Linked DNA regions of Sus scrofa: region 2 is linked to region 1. A link is a contact called in public HiChIP or PLAC-seq data. All regions are on one chromosome and are shown on one strand. The core of a region is the stretch at or near the end of the contact, and the rest is flanking DNA. Distances in the headings are between cores, read along the strand shown.

What was found. HiChIP or PLAC-seq counts read pairs in DNA pulled down with a chosen protein or histone mark.
Region 2: an H3K27ac HiChIP or PLAC-seq map of skeletal muscle shows a contact between it and region 1. The contact joins the enhancer-like site here to the promoter of PDLIM4 in region 1. A contact is called at or near these places in 2 of 5 promoter capture datasets (fetal liver and liver), 27 of 47 Hi-C or Micro-C datasets (adipocytes, adipose tissue, alveolar macrophages and 17 more) and 2 of 2 datasets of contacts at active chromatin or transcription factors (alveolar macrophages and skeletal muscle).

The regions. Positions count from the first base shown.
Region 1 is chr2:134,554,131-134,557,355 of Sscrofa11.1, forward strand. It overlaps PDLIM4 (PDZ and LIM domain 4), which reads left to right and starts at 1,833. Exons shown (of 7, transcript NM_001285969.1): 1 at 1,833-1,962. The coding sequence starts at 1,870. The region is part of intron 3 of P4HA2 (prolyl 4-hydroxylase subunit alpha-2); the gene reads right to left.
Region 2 is chr2:134,608,244-134,611,395 of Sscrofa11.1, forward strand. All of the region lies in intron 1 of SLC22A4 (solute carrier family 22 member 4), which reads left to right. Among named protein-coding and RNA genes, the nearest start is that of SLC22A4, 14 kb to the left of the region's middle. Within about 2 kb of position 1,833, at least 15 of the 83 cell types and tissues checked have an H3K27ac peak or open chromatin away from gene starts, as enhancers often do. A contact at or near this core is called in adipose tissue, fetal liver, mesenteric adipose tissue and 3 more, where this site is marked.

The sequences.
Region 1 (3,225 bases), core at 583-3,082:
ATGAACGGGTTTCCGGTGGTGGGGGGACATTGGCGAGGGTGGCGGTCCCTGGGGGTGTGTAAGCTGGGAGAAGGAAGCCATGTCTAAGGACGACTTTCAGGAATCCACTCTGGGATGTCTCGGGTAAGAACTTTCACAGATTCTGGAGCCCCCCCACCCCCACCCCCCAGCAAAGCTCTGCACCATTTATATTCACTATGGCTCTTGGGATCCTGATGAGGCTTGTAAGCACCCAGCCATGCGATGCAGCTAATCCTAGACAGTTAGTGACAGTGACAGTTGACCCCAATCTCCACATCCTTCAGTGGGGTCCAAGTCCTGGGGAGCCTCCGTCCTAAGGGTTCCTGAGGGACCATCCAGCGGCCAACTCTTTTGCCAGCCTTTCCCTTTGGTCCATGTTGGGTCCAAGACTGGACGGAGCTGAGCAGAAACCTCCCTCCCGAATTGAAAGCCCAGTGGCTGACATCCCCTGGATACACACATCCCCTCACGTACACACCCTCCCACACACACACCGCTTGTGTTTCTCTGCCAGCAGAACAGACAGCAGCACCCTCTCTCCCAGAGAGGCATTCCTGGTCCACTCTGAAGGGTACACCTGCTTCTGCGGACCACCCCAAGTTCGTGCCTCTGAAGCGCCCTCCTTCTTGAGGTATTACAGATCCCACAGACACATCTAACCCCATAACCTGTTAGCCTCCCAAGGCTCCTTAACAGAACTTGGACAAGAAGGCACACAGGGTTGTCAAAACTGGTTAAATTAGGGGTGTCCTCAAAGTCTGTAACAGCAAAGAGCGATGCTTTGATGTGTAGCCAGACCCACGTGTCCAGGAGAGCCAGAGAGTGATAGGTGTGGCCCTGGCCAAGCCATGTCACCTGCAATGGTTGTTCAAGGAGATCCCTGGAGGGCAATGGTTGAGAGCAGAGAGAAGACTAGAGAGGGCCCAAGTGAAGGGCTGTCCAAGACCCCACTTCCCCCAGACACTTCACACCCTCCAACGTGGCAAAGCCACCACGCCAGCTACCCTCGCTGCTCCTCTTTCAGGTAGCAGGGGAAACAAAGCTCCCCGCAAAGGAGGAGGGAAGGGGACCATGCACACAGGGAGAAGGCTTGGAAGGAGGGGGCAGCGGGAGAAGGAATGAGTGTCCTGGGGAAGCAGTGACACCTGGAAAGATAAGACAGGGCATTTTGCTTCTAAATTCAAGTCTGGGGTCACGACCTCGTTCAGACAGCCTTCCTGACCTCCCCAAATGAGCCTGGGTACATTTGTGTTCCCACTCCGATACTTGGCGCTACCCTCTGTCATCCTGGATCTGCGACCCTGGCCCAGGCCTGCTCCGGATTCCCATCAGCGCTCGCTGTTCGGAGGTCTCTGCGCACTACCGACGGGTGGGGCCGCAGGTTGGCCTGCCAGGGCCTTGAGGAGGTTTCTGAGCAAGGCGCGGCCCCATCCCCCATCTGGGCTGCCCTTGCTCCCCCATCGTTCCCGGGCTGGGGCGCCGCCCCGTAGAAGCAGCTTCAAAAGGCCAGGCCTGAGCTTCCGCAGCCGGGCTCGGGTCTGCGGGGCCGCACAGTGGAGGCCTGGGCAAGATTTCGAACGTCGGGGCCGCCCCAGACCTGGGGTCTCCGAAAATCTGGTGGGTGTGCAGGGCTAAGGGGCGGGTCCTCAGAGCCCCCCGAAGTGGGAGGGTCGGGTCGGCCGCAGGGCCAATCCGGGCGCGCGGGGAGCGGGGGCGGGGGCCGGGCGGAGGGGGGTACGGGGGCGGGCGGGCCGGGGGCGGGGCGCGGCGTCCAGGCGGCGGCGGCGGCGGCAACCGCGGCGGCTCCTCAGTGTCCGGCTCTAGCTCCGGCTGCAGCTCCGGCTCGCGATGCCCCACTCCGTGACCCTGCGCGGCCCTTCGCCCTGGGGCTTCCGCCTGGTGGGCGGCCGGGACTTCAGCGTACCCCTCACCATCTCGCGGGTGAGTCCAGCGACCCCTGGGCGGCGGGGAGGTCCTGGATCTTACACTCAGCCCTTGCAGTCTACCCGAGACTCGGATCCCCGACGTCCCGGAGGCTCAAAGGCCAAGGGTTGGCCTGGGTAACCCACAGGCTGCAAGAGGAGGCTTCTCGGCTGGGCAGCGCAGCCCCAACCCCCTCCCCCTCCTGCTGGGCCTGCCTGCCCTATCGCTTGGAGGATCCCCCCAAGGGTTCCCTCACCAGCCTGCCTGCTGGCCTCATTTTGGGGGGACTAACTTCAGGCCAGGAAAGGACCGCAGTCACGGGGCAGGGGTCTGGACAGATCCACACAGGCCTAGAAGTGCTGCTTAGACTGAACCCAGCCTGACAATCTGGGCCAGAATGACTGAGAGACCCCTTCCCCTGTCAAGGATCCCTGTCAGCAAAGTTGGGTGATCCCAGAGGGTCTGGGGTCCTCTCTGAAACGGAAGAAAGAAAGATCCATCCACTCTCCTGCTCTGGTTTTAGTCAGTCTCTAATCCGTGACCTCAGTTGTCCTAAGGGGAAACCACCAGGAGGGATTTTTGGCTTCCAGGGGAAGGAGAGCCTTGATTGTGCAGTTGGGAGACCACCCACCCCACACACCAGACACCCAAGGCCAGGGGCCAGGATAAGCTCAGCCCAGTTCAAGGTTCCACGACGCTCGGTGGCAGACTTAGGACAGAGGAAGAGGAGGAGGTATAGCGGTGGGCGGTGGCTAATCTGAGGAGGACAGGGGAGCAGAGGAGAGGACTCCCTCCCTGTTAGAGGGGTGTCCAGTCTGGGAAAGACAGGATCCTGGTCCAGCCTTGGGGTCCCATATTTGAAGGGCTAGAAGAGGGGACTTGGACTCTGTCCTTGGGGGTCCCAGCCTAGGGGACAGAAGAGGAGAGAACTCAGGCCTGCCACTGGGGACTCCCAGTCTGCAAGGAAGAGAGGAGGGGGACCTGGAGCCATCCCTTGACCGCACACGGGCTGCTCTGGTCTTTGGGGCCCCGTGTCAGGGAACAGAGAACACCTTCCCTGCCCTTCCGCCACCTCTCGCCCTGGGGGCTGGGCCAAGGTGGCTGGGCTTTCGGAGACTGCTTTCCAGTTCTTAGGAGGGGGTGGGCACCCGATGGTGCATGGAATCATGGAATCTCATTTCTGGGGGCCCTGGTGACAGGCAGGCCCAGCTGTCCTGGGAGGATTCACACATCTGCCCTCAGCCCCGCAGCCAGCAGGTCCCTGGAGCTGAGCGAGGTGGG
Region 2 (3,152 bases), core at 583-3,082, 54 kb after region 1:
CCCATGGGACAGTTCTGTCTCATCAAGGAAAAGACTGTCTTCCACTGGTCCTGCCCTGTCATTGTTAACCACAGGGACCCTGGGACCTAGCTAGTGGAGCCCAAGACACACCCCTAAAACCTCCAAGGGGGTGGAGCAGGCAGGGCCTGGCCTCCTCAAGAATAGCCAAATGGAGAAAACGGCCCCTCTTCAGGCTGGCATCTGATTTATTAAACACCAGTCCCATTAGCTGCAGCTGGAACTTTATCTGCCAGTCTTGTGTCCTTTTACGAGGCCTCTTGCAGCTTTCTAAAAAGACTCTTGCGTACAGTAACTCCCCAAGAGAGAGCCCAGCCTTGAAAGCAACCATGGGTAGCCATGAGGTTTAGCTGCCTTCCCCTGCCAGGTGCAAGCAGATTCTCTGGACAGAATGCTCCAAGGGCCTGGGGCAGATGGGTGCTGTGTGTACATGGCCACCTTCTCCTGAGAGGCCTTCTTGGACCCCTCTTCAGGGAGGGAAAGGGGACTTAGAACCATGGCTGCTTGGCCTCCAGTAGGAGAGTGATGGGGAACTTGCCCTCACCTCACCCTTCTAAGTACCCTATTCAGAATGCCTTTCCTCGCTCCATTCCCCAAAGACACCAGGCTTCGTGGGCATCAGCCCCCACAGTCATACAGGGCCCCATACTTCATTTTAATGCTCCACCACTGCCATCTTGAAATTCTTGTTTTTGAACAAGGGGTCTTTCAGGTATGCTTGGCCTGCGAAGCATGTACCTGGTCCTATTCATTATCTTTGCTCATACGATGCCTAGAGTCACATCTGACAGCCTTCCTCTTTCCTGTCTGTTTCTAAGTCCTGTCTATCCTCCCCTAAGGCAATGTCCTAACAGAGAAACATTTAAAAAAAAAAAAAAAAAAAAAACACAAAGGAGAGCACATTATCTTGGGAAGAACTTTCCTGCTTGACTTCACATGGAGTGGTGATGGTTGATAATGGACACTTTAATACCCCAACCAAACTTGAGATTTTTCTTGGCTCTGTCCAAGGCTAAAGGCTGTGGTGGAGGCCTTCTACCCCTAGCTCTGGTGTCACAGTCCTTGAAACATTGTAGGGGGTTGTATATAATAAGCTGGCCTTGGGAGTTCTTGTCCAAAGCGGGACACAGGTACACGTTCTGAGGCCCCAGTTGGTATCTCACTTGCCCACTCACTTGATATGACTTCAGGCAAACACCAGTCTCAAAGCCTCAGTTTAGTCTTCTGCAAAATGGGCACACTCCACATCAGGAGGCTTTGGGACCTCAATCACTATTCTCTGTGTTGGGGCAGACACTTTGGCAAGTGATTTTTGGAAGCGGGTGGCCATTGATTCAGGTACATGTCCTGTCTATGCCTTCTGACCCATGGCATGGCAGAGCACATGAATCTGGCCATACAGTTTTGGAGGGTTTGTGTCTTTTCCCCTGAAGGTCGTTCAGGGACTCCAGTGGAAGCTTCCCTACTCTGAGTGTGATTTCGGACTTATCCTCAGATGTGCCTGAGGGTTAGCGAGCCAAGGTTCTGGCCCTCATTGTTTTTCGTCTGCAGAGCTGTGCTTGGGCGTCCTGCTTGTGGTACCCGGAGAGGCAGTCTCATGAATCTTGTTATTGTCTCTGGAATGGGGGTGTTCTCAAGGACGTTAGCCTCAACATCACAGAGCGGCTCCTTTGAGGAAGGAAGCCTATGGAACAGACTTCTCTCAGCTCTCAGTACTCAGAAAAACGGAGCTTTTTTGCCATGAGTTTATCACTTTGGACACTGTGATCCTGAGAGCCGAGCTGCTGGAAGAGTCAAAGCAGATTTCAGGGCTTTCCTGGCAAGCAGACAGGCCTTTGGGCAGGACGGCCAGCGGTCAGCCTTAACCCTGGCTTAGTTGTTTTGTAATCCCTCCTCCCCTGTGATTTCCACTTCCCTCAATTCCCTTAGTTTTTGCTGTACACGTTTCTCTCATGTGTGTCCTTATAAACACCTCTCTCTGCTGCACAATAAGGCATGGCATAAATATATGAATTCATTTTTATATCTAATTCAGGCAAGTTGTGAGGACTAAGAACTAAATTGGTTTGGGAATGTCATGGGAGCAGCACCACTGTCAAGGGGGCTGAGGTTGGGTGGGAGGCAGGGGGGTTTCGTCTAGATGGGATCATTAGAGCAATGCCCTGACCCACAGCCCTGAAATACTTATTGACACCTACTTATTTTTTAATTAAAGAAAGCTCACTGAACCCACTTTGAAATTTTTGTACCCTCCCCTTGAGATTCTGCTGAATTGACTTAAGCCAAGAGCTGGGAACTGGGGAGTTCCCGTTGTGGCTCAGTGACTTAAGAATCCGACTTAGTAACCCTGAGGATGTGGTTCGATCCCTGGCCTTGCTCAGAGGGTTAAAGGAACCAGTGTTGGTGTGAGCTGCAGTGCAGGTCACAAATGCGGCTCAGATCTGGATTGCTGTCGCTATGGAGTAGGCTGGCAGCTGCAGCTCCAATTGGACCCCTAGCCTGGGAACTTCCATATGCATAGGTGCTAAAAAGACAAAAAAAAAAAAAAAAAAAAAAAAAGGAGGTGGGAACTGAAACTCTCATTTTATGGGTCCAAAGCAAGGACTTGTTAGGGCTTCAATAGCCCATGGGCCCTGGGGAATGGGAGGGACCAGATTCTAGGAGGGCTGCATGGGAAGTAGGGTGGAGGAGTGTAGAGCGGAGATAAGGTCCACTGGAGAGGTGTGGGATCCCCACCCCTAGCACACTGGGGCCCTGGATCAGGCCCTAAGCATGGCCTAGGGTGCAAGTAGGCCAAGGAGTACAGGGTAGTTCACTGGAGGAGTCTGCTCAGAAAATATAATCGCAGGCCCCCTGAGGCCCACTTGCATTTTTCAACAAGGTAGAAGAAACTTCTATGTGTGGATGAAGTGACCATGCTCTCTGCCCCACCCTGCAGGCATTGCAAACACCTTCCCCCCCAGCTGGGATGCCTTCTAAAGCAGAAATGACACCTTTGTTTCATAGACCTTCACAGCTGAGGAGTCATACCTCAGCTGACTTCTCGAGATGCAATGTAAACAAAGCCAAGGGCATCATCTTCCCTTTCAGAAAAGGAGAGTGAGACTCTGGCAGGACAGTGACTTGCCCCAGTA